Regions from separate parts of the Rattus norvegicus genome. Here region 2 is linked to region 1. Evidence: chromatin contacts called from public Hi-C data. All regions are on one chromosome and are shown on one strand. Each heading gives the region's core, a stretch centred on a gene start, on an enhancer-like site or on the middle of the called end of the contact. The rest is flanking DNA. Distances are from core to core; before and after follow the strand shown. Region 1 has its middle 240 kb from the start of Disc1. Region 2 holds the start of Sipa1l2 (signal-induced proliferation-associated 1 like 2).

What was found. A called contact is a pair of places that touch in the nucleus more often than the background predicts.
Region 2: a contact with region 1 is called in a Hi-C map of Schwann cells, with 12 times the contacts expected there. The contact joins the promoter of Sipa1l2 here to the enhancer-like site in region 1. A contact is called at or near these places in 2 of 12 Hi-C or Micro-C datasets (Schwann cells and psoas muscle).

Annotation. Positions count from the first base shown.
Region 1 is chr19:70,146,255-70,151,046 of GRCr8, reverse strand. No RefSeq gene overlaps it. Among named protein-coding and RNA genes, the nearest start is that of Disc1, 240 kb to the right of the region's middle. Within about 2 kb of position 1,711, at least 5 of the 93 cell types and tissues checked have an H3K27ac peak or open chromatin away from gene starts, as enhancers often do. A contact at or near this core is called in Schwann cells, where this site is marked.
Region 2 is chr19:70,435,428-70,440,246 of GRCr8, reverse strand. It overlaps Sipa1l2 (signal-induced proliferation-associated 1 like 2), which reads left to right and starts at 2,474. Exons shown (of 23, transcript NM_001009704.2): 1 at 2,474-2,628.

The DNA of each region.
Region 1 (4,792 bases), core at 462-2,961:
CACATGAGTGTAGTTGCCTGTGGAGACCAGAAGAGGGCGTTGGAGTCCCTGGAGCTAGAGTTCCTTCTACTTTACTGCCTGACCTCCAATACAATTTTCAAGTTCCTGCTGTATGATTCCCACGCCAGGCAAGGCCAGAGTACTTGATCCCTAACCAGTCAAACTCGGCTTTTCTCCTCCCATTGTGAAGTTTTCAGACGCTCACCGGGGACTTCTCAGAGTGCTGAGCGACCCCCAAGCACGAACTGTGGCCCTGGCAGGAGCCAGATACATGCTTTCTGGGAATGAGAATGAAATTCACAATAAGTCAAGCTCAACAACGAACTCCTGCCTCTGTCTCGGAGACCTTTTCTCTGTGTGTGTGTTTTACACAAGCAGCCCCTGCAGGAGTCCGTGATTCCACAAAAACCAGCCCTAAAAGACAACCTTCCCAGCTCCAGACACTGCATACTGTGGGTTCCAGATGCCGGACTGTTCTCAGAAAAGCCTCAAGTCAGAACCCTCAGGAGTGTGGAATTCCCAGCAGAGGATTTCCTGGCTTGTTTTGCTTTGTTTTCTAGTTACCATTTTTAATCCTTTAATTCTAAAGTTTCTTAGAAAGCACCAGGGCCTTCCTTTCAGGGAAATGGACAAAGTATAATATCTTTTAAGGGGAAATTAAGAACTTCCTGGGCTAAAGTTAGAAGCATTTATCCAGGCTCATGGGTGGGAAATAAATCCAGAAATTGTGAATCTGGTTTGAGGCCCTCAGGGCTCTTTAGATACCAACTTGAGTAGGGAAGCAAAGAGAGCTCCAGGAAATGAGGCTGTCAGATGCCAGGGATGAAGGGCCAGGTAGTAATATAATGACCTGTCACACTGGCCAGGAGCCTTCCAAATGAACAGGACCAGGTGGGAAGTGGGGCGGGGAACAGGGGTGGGGCGGGGCAAGGAGCAGGGCGGGGCTCAGGAGTGGGGTGGGACACAGGAGCAGGGCGGGGCACAGGGCGGGGCACAGGGCGGGACGGGGCACAGGAGCAAGGTGGGGCACAGGGGCGGGGAACAGGGGTGGGGCGGGGCACAGGAGCGGGGTGGGGCGGGGCACAGGGGCGGGGCGGGGCACAGGGGTAGTGCAGGACTTGGAGGCTTCAGTTGTGATCAGGCTCAGAGAACAGATTGCTTAGGGGAGTAGCCCGTCCCCTCGGGTCATTCTGTGGCAATTTAGAGACGACCCTTCCTGCCTCTATCTCTGGAGCAGCTCCCAGTGTCCTGGGAAGTTACACAGTTAAAAGCAGTTACGCTGAGTGACTCACAGGCACGCAGGTATGTGTACACGCGTGCACCTATGCATCTATAGGTCAGGCTCTTTTATCTCCAAGTACCACAGTCTACAAAGGAAATGGGTTCCAGACCACAGCTAATGCTAACCTAGCAGGTCCAGAGATCTGAGGTCTGCAGAGGGCAGACTGCATGGCAAAGTGTTCATCCCAATTCTGATGCTTCACGACTGTTGTTTAAACTTTTAACAAGGTGGAGACTTATGTTCCACCCAGAGAGAAGGAGGGCCTGGGAACATGAGGGGGTACTCTTCCCACCTCCAGAGTTTGGACATGCTCCTGTGGGGGCTGGGCCTTGCCTATGTTTTCTTCCCTGGCCTTGGTTCAGGAGGCGGAGGGTGACAGAACCAGACAACAGGCCCCTTGTTCTAGGCTGGTGTGGGGAGCAGAGGCATGGTGTTCCAGGAGGAGATGACCACATCCTAGCGGCCAAAGCCGGACCTGCCACCCCAGGCGAGGGCTAAGAACACTCCAGTGCAGCCATTAGAAGTTCAGGCTCCCCAAGAACTTAAAATAAAAACTCAGTGCACAGGCAGAAATAATCAAAAGGTGTGGGGGGGGGAAGAATTGCATAAAGAGTGGATGGAAATGTTTACAAATTCTGTGTCTGATAAGAGCTTAATATCCAGGGACCAGTGAGATGGCTAACAGGTAAAGGCTTGCTGCCAAGCCTAGGGACCTGGGTTCAATCCCTGGTAGAGAAAGAGAACCAACTCCTGAAGGTTGTTCTCTGCCTGCTGCACATGCGTTGTGGCCCACATGCATTTACATGTTGCCCACACGCAATAAATAAATAAATAAATAAATAAATAAATGTAATAAAAATTAAGAAGAAGAGTTTAATTTCCAGAACATAATAAAAAAGACAAAACTTTAAAAGAGAAAAAAAGATGACTTAATTTTTAAAAAGAAATGCATAATGGTCTTGAGAGACATCTCCCCCAAAATGAGGTATCAGAATGGCCAATCAGATACTCGGAATTGTCGATCACTGGAGATATATGCATATCAAAACTGTGTGGATTCTTACAAGCTAGGATTACTTGCTACAGGAAAGAAAGGACTGAGTGGATCCATGGAGAAACAGGGTTTCTTCTGTGCTCCTGGGGATAACCCCTACTGGCATGCCGGCCAAGGGAGACAATGTAGCAGTTGGCTTCAAAATGTAAACAGAGGGCTGAGGGAGATGGCAAGTGTTCAGACTCTCCGTCCACATACGAAGCCATGCACAGTGGCGCACCTATGTAATCCCAGTGCTGGGGTCAGAGACAGGAGTGTCCCTGGGCCTTCCTGGCCAGCTAATCTAGCTGAAGTGGTGAGCTGTTGGTTCATTGAAGGAATCTTGTCTCAAAAATTAAGGTGGGGCATGAGCGATGAAGACACCCAAAGTTGACCTCTGGCTTCCACAAGTGCATGCACAAATAAGAGAGAGTGTGTTACATGCACACCCCCCCACACACACTCACACCCACACACACGCACAGCACACTTACATACCTCCTCCTCCTCCTCAGCAGAGCTAAACATATGCTGTTGTAAAATTATAAAAAATAAAATGCTGTCTTTTATCCCGCTCTAGATCCGGCACCACAGTGCCCCAAGATATCCGGTAGACATCTTAAGTCTCAGTCAGCAAAGGCTCTCACACACTTTGCTCCATCCCATATCATACTGCTGAAGGCCTCTCTCTGAGCCTGGCAGCAATCTCTCTACCTATCTAGTTCCCTAAGGCAGGTTTCCATGCCAGAAACACACATCCCAACTCCATGGCGTCCCACACACTCTCCCAAAGTCAAATCGCCACGTGAAAGAACACACAACACAATAACCTTTGATCCAATTGGTAAGATACAATTGCCCACCCAATCATACAAAGCCCTGTACACATCCATCCCTTAAGAACATTCATCACAACCTGTAAAGGCGCAGTGTGGAATCTTAACGTCAGCCTCCACATTGTCCCGCCACGGCTTCTCTCCTTCCTCTCCTCTTCCTTTCCAGTCTCCTCCTCTCTTTAAAGCTTTTCTCCTGCCCATCCTTCCTTTTCATCCAATGACAGGCTTCATTCTATCTTGTACCTGCCTCACCTGTGACATCATCCCACAAACGTAGGGTTCCTGTCTGACCACAGAACTCATCCCCAAAGTGTAGTGAGAACTCTGGAATTTTGGTTTCTTCAAGACCACAGAAATATCATAAGAATGTGCTTTCATTTTAATGCCAGGTGTGGGGGTGTGGGGGTGTGGGGCTGCTTTGGACTGACTGTAGCAGCTGACCGTGATTTGCCTTGCGTTCTAGCGGGGGCCTGGGTTTGCCAGCTGCAGATGGTTTCTGCCATTGTGTGATGTTTGAAGTTCTGGGAACTTTTCAGAGGGCCCTGACAGGTGGTGCTGGTGGTCCTTGGTCATTCAGCGGGGTTGGCTGAGGTTTGTTAGTGGTTGGTTGCAAAGAAGAAACAAGAAGAAAGAAATTAGATTCAGGAATCTCTCTCTTTGTGTGTCTCTGTCTCTCTCTGTCTCTCTGTCTCTCTGTCTCTCTCTTCCCCCGCCCTCCATTCTTCTTTCCGTCCTATCTAATAATGGGGATGAAATGGGGGAGGAGGGATAAAGGGTGTGACTGTATGCAGTGCACTGGATCATCTGCTTTCAAGTGATTAATTTTACATGAATTCTATCTCAAGAAGTAATCTTCTGAAACAAACAAATATTATTCTCAGCCCGTTTTAAAATCGGCCGTACATTTGTGTATACTCAACCAGTAAGAAGAAATCAACACTTGTCACAGTTAGCTGGTGAATGTCAAACGTCATCTCCCTAGTGAAGTGTGGATGTGTCTGGTTTTATTTGGGGAGTGTGATTTTCCTCCTGTCATTGGGAATCCTAGCTAATAATTTTGATTTTCTGATAACTCTCACCGTAACTCAGTCTGGCGGCAGACATCTCGGCATATAATCTCTGTGTTTTATAATCTAAGGGAGTAGCCCGTGAACACGAAAGCAATTCCAAACAGCTACCCGAAGCAGGGAAATGCATCTGCCCCGTGTCTCGCCATAGCTGGCGTCTTTTGTGAGTTGTTAGTGTTCTCATCTTCTTTGTTCTTCCTCAGCTTCATAGCATGGAAATATATGCTTGCTACATGCTAATTATCTATGCAGAAAGACGTGCTGTCACCAGGTTATCAAACAGCAAAACGGTGGGGCTAGGGCAGTAGCTCAGCAGGTAAAATGCTTGTTGCCTGTGGTGTCTTGAATAGGAATAGTATCGTAGTTTCATGTGCTGAAAGCTTGGCCATAGGGAGTGGCATTATTAGGAGGTGTGGCCTCATTGGAGGAGGTGTGGCCTCATTGGAGGAGGTGTGGCCTCATTGGAGGAGGTGTGGCCTCATTGGAGGAGGTGTAGCCTCGTTGGAGGAGGTGTGGCCTCATTGGAGGAAGTGTGGCCTCGTTGGAGGAGGTGTGGCCTCATTGGAGGAGGTGT
Region 2 (4,819 bases), core at 1,225-3,724, 290 kb before region 1:
AGACAAATGCCAACCACAAGCAAACAGGACTAACAGAGGAAGACAGCATCCTTGTGTGCATTACATAAGCAGAGACGCTGTGGCAGGCCAGAGGGCACGGCTGCTTCCCAGGCAGGCCCTGTGCCACCTCTTATTGGCACTGTCTCTTTATCTCCTCCTGTTTTAATTTTTTCCTTTTTTTTTTCCTGGAGCTGACGGTGGAACTCTGAGCTTTACACAGTCAGGCAAGTGCAGTTCAGCCAAGCTACACAACAGGCTCTCCTTCCTTTCCCAGCTGACAGCTCTGGCAAGGCCTTTGCTGCCCTCCCCAAAGTTGTTCTGCAGACACCAGCTCTCCTTGTGGGCACCAGAGCACCTCCCTGCTCTCAAACTGTTCCTTGTCCTGAAGCCTCCTATGGTGGCCACCAGCCCTTTGGGTCTATCATCAGACACTGAACTATGCACAAAACCAATACCCGTTTGTTCCAGATTATGACTGTTCGTTTGGAATAAAAGAAAGGCTATAAGAGGAAGGTTTTAGTAGAAAGGGAAAGGAGGAAGTAAAGGTGAGGCTCCATATCTTCACTAAGTTAGCCATTGGATTTTACTGCCCTGCCAGTATCCTTGTAGGTCAAATCTTGTGGCTCGTTAAGAAAATTAAACTGGCTTTACTGTGCTAAAAGGAAAACAGATACAAGCAGCAGGCAGGATAGCTGGCCAGCTCAACTCCTTGGATTGGCTGGCACGGCTTTGAAATCTTAAGAGTGATGTAGGAATTACTTCATCAGAAGTTTAAAAAAAGTGTAGAAGAATTGTAGGGCAAGGGTTCCTAGAGCCTGCTTCCTTAAGAATTCCCAAGGTAATGAGGTCTTTGAAGGGCAGGGAGGGAGACTTGGGGGACAGTGACAGGAGATGATGAACCTAGGATATAGCTCACACTACCTTTCATTTGCTTGAGAGATCGCTTGCAGTCATGCATGTTCACTGCGTGAATGCAATGCCCAGAGAGGCCAGAAGAGGGCGTCTGATTCCCCTGGAACCGGAGTTACAGATGGTTGTGAGCTGCCACGGGGAGCCTGGTACAGCAGCCAGATCCTTGGCAAAAGCAAGGAGTGCTCTTAACTGCCGAGGAATTTGGCTCACACTGGCTTTTAGACAAGCTCAGTTGAATACTACATGGTTGGTATTTTTCTCTGAAACTTCAGCAATCTCCTTATCCTCGCCAAAAGAGGCATTTTATATTTGTTTTCTGTCAGACACCTGAGCCCATGGCCATGCCCTGCCTTCCTCTCTGGTGCTGTATTCCAGTCTCTGCCTGGGTTTAACCTGCACCCCCCCCACCCCACCCCCTACCACCACCACTAACAGAGCAGGGGCTGATAAAAGGGCTTCCCAGGAAGCACAAGCAGCACGGGTCGTTTATCCCGTGTTTGTGGAATGCATACACAATTTCGCAAACACTAGGTATAGGGAGACCATCCGGAAAGACCTCAAAGTCTGGAAATCTCGGGAGCTTAGTAATGTCATATCCGGGTTGCCGGCATGTTTTACCAGGCCCATTCCTACGCGTTGTTCCGGTATTATAAAATAATACATAAGAAATTGGACAATGTGCACCGGGAGAAATACCGCTTGGGTGGGGGCCCACTGTTTAAACTTCATCAGGGTGTGTGCCCGTAGTAGGAAGCACGGCGAAGGGGAAGGAGAGATAACATTATTAACATTTATCTCTCCCAGGGAGGAGTTCAAAGTCCCAAACAAACCGGATCAGGACTCTGGGGACGCAAGGTGAAGCCGGCTCGGAAAATCCTGCCACTGGCTCTGGCCTTATTTACTGCTCCTCCCGCCTGTGCGGATGCAGGTCAGAACAGAGCCCAACGCAGGTCTTCTGCAGCGGGCCGCAGGTGAGGCTCCCGGCGGGGATAGACAGGGCCGGAACACCGAGAGCAGGCGTGGACTGGCTCTGGGCACAGGTTCCCCGGCCCGCGCAACTGTGGCTTGCACTTTTGCGTCAAGCGCGTCCCCCAGGCTTCACCAGGCTTGGCGACTCTCAGGGGTCCGGATATGGTGCAAGCATTGTAGGGCTGAGAGTCCACACCCGAAGAGCATTGGTCGCTCCGAGGGAGCCCCGGGTTGCGAGCACTCCGAAGCCGGTCGCCTGCCCCTGTAAGCTCAGGGCTCGCGCTCACTGCGACCGGGAGAACCGCTCCCCCGAGGACGCTCGCGCGCGCCCGACGGCGAGGGGCGAGTCTGGCCAGGAGGCGCGCCAGTGGGCGTGGGCGGAGCGCCCGGGGCGGGGCTTGTCCGACTGGCCAATGGGCGTGGGCGGAGCTCTAGGGGCGGGGACCGTCCGGGCACCGGCCAATGAAAGGGGGCGGCGCGCTCGGGGTGGGGCCTGTCGGGGCACCGGCCAATGGGCGGGGGCGGAGCGCGTGGGGGCGGTGCCGGGGCGGGCGGCGGCGGCGGGAGCCGGCTGCAGACGGAGCCGGGCGGCCGAGGACGCAGCGCGGCGCCTGGCGACAGCTCGAGCCGCGGGCGCAGCGGCCGCGCGGGGAGTGCGCCAATGGGTAGCGCGGGACGGCGGCGGGCGGCGAGGCCCTGGCTTCTGCGCGCCGGCCCTGGCGGGGCCCAGAGGACCGCCGCTCCGAGGTGCGTGCCCGGGGGAGGGGTGCGGGGTGCGTCCGATGGCGCGGTGCGCAGGGCGCGGGGACCGGACCTGCCGGGCTGCGCGCAACTTGCGGGCCGCTCCCCCGGGGCTCCCGCTCCTTTGTACGCGCGGGCTCGCGTCTCCGCGGGTGAGGACCGCGGTCCGGGAGCGACCGGCAGCGCCCGCACGTTCATTTGAGCCTGGTCGCAGTATCCCGAGGAATCAATTTCGGCTCGTCTCCCCGAGAGCGAGAGCAGAGGACAACTTGGCGTCACCCCTCGGGGAGACGTTTGTCGTCATTAACCGGCTTCGGCTACATTAATTCAGCCCCGGCCAACGTCAGAGCGGGCGAACGGACAGCAAGTGCGCCCTCAGGAATTGGGGCTCGGCGATACCTGATTTTGTTCAAAACAGGTCTTAGGCGCTTTGGATCCTGCTCAGAGTTGACTCGGTCTGCGCAAGGGTGGCTGGCTCTAAGAAAGAAGGCCAAGCAGCGAGGGGGGAAAGGGCAGAGTGAAAAACACCCCGAAACCCAAGTCACCCGCAGAAAACGGGGGGTCTTGATTATTCTCATTGGTTTTCCCAGTAACTTCAAAATAGTCCCAGAAATGTTCCTTTTGTCTGCGGTTTCACTTCTAAACTTTAACACTAGATGGCTTTCTTATGACGGGCATTTAATCCGCTGCCCGACTGAGTTTCCTGCGTCTGCAGCCTAGGCTGGGATTTATATTTATTTATTTAACGTCTTAACAAATTGGAACGAAAGGAAGAAACTATCCCAAACTGCTGCACTGTTTGAGACATACTACTCAACCCTGTAAGGCTTAAACTGGTTATTTTTTTAATTTTTTCCCCGAATATGGAAAGTGGGCTTTGGTCTCTAAAGATGAACGTGAGCGAGCTGCATTTTACTCCGCTCTGCATCGCGCGTTGACTTCTTTGGAGGATGTCGAGTTCTCGGGTGGGTTTGGTGATTACAGGTCGCATGGATTTCTGCGGGCTGTTAATCGCTGGCTGGGGTTAGTTTAGAGGTTTCCGGAACAGGCAGAGATGGGATCTAATACGGGTAGGGGGGGTGAGGGGTGGGGGGAACAGTCTATCTTCAATTTTGGGCTTGTGCAGGGCTGTTCATGCCTAAGGGTTGACCAGCGGCGTTTGAGGAAAGATCTGTAGCCCTGTGCGTCTGCCTGAGTCATACTGAGGATTGTGTCACAGACCTCTGCATTTCCTTCTCCCCTGGTGAGAGCTGGTTCGTCTTTTCCCAGCACTGCTCTTTAATGACTAGTACAGTCTAGTCATCAAACTAGCCCCTCTAGTTAACTGATCCAGTGGCCCCAGCAGGTTTTATGTTCTGGGTTAAGTACATTTTTTGTTTGTTTGTTTGCTTGTTTTGTTTTTTTGATTTTTGTTTTTTTTTTGTTTTTGTTTTGTTTTGGAGGGGGTCGGATCTGGGACGTAAACCTAGAGGCTTGGGTGTTTGGTAGACAAGCACCCTACCACTAAGCTACATTTCCAGCCTCGTTTATTGTTATTTCAAAACAGTCAGCCACTTTTTATTATTTTGAAAGAAGTCTCACTAAGCTGCTGAGGCTGACCTCACAGGGTAGCTCAAACAGGCTTTGAACTTGTGGTCCTCCCTGCCTCATGAGTGGCTTGGATGACAGGTGTGCTCTGCCACGCCCCAGTTCTTATTCAGTACTTTTGCTGTACAAGTTAACCTCACAGCTAGCCCGAGTCTTGCCCTAGTAGGCAGACTTATTAGCTAAAGAAATTGGAATTGGCCTTTATAGTTATTTCTTGTGGCTTGCCTGGCTTAAAATATGACATGTTAAATTTGTATGTTCTAAATTAAAGTGTATTCATAAAAAGCTGAAGGGGAAAAAGCCCCGACTGGGTAGATGTCTGGGAAACGTAAGGAAACTGGGAAGACTTTTCCTCAGTACCCACGTGCTACCTATAGATGGGGTGAGGTGAACTTGCATAAGAAGCCCGGTAGACATTTGCTCTGGAGGATGGAGAGAGTGTGACACAGTATCCAGTTAGGATGTGGGGGTGGAGCTTCCGCCTGGGAGTGCAGGCTGAGAGTTGGGCTGAGAATTGCACTGTCTGGCTTGAGTATGTATTTTTTAGAACATGATTTTGTTATTGTAAAACATTAGGCTTTTGTCAAGAGCATTTGCTTTAGTACTCTGT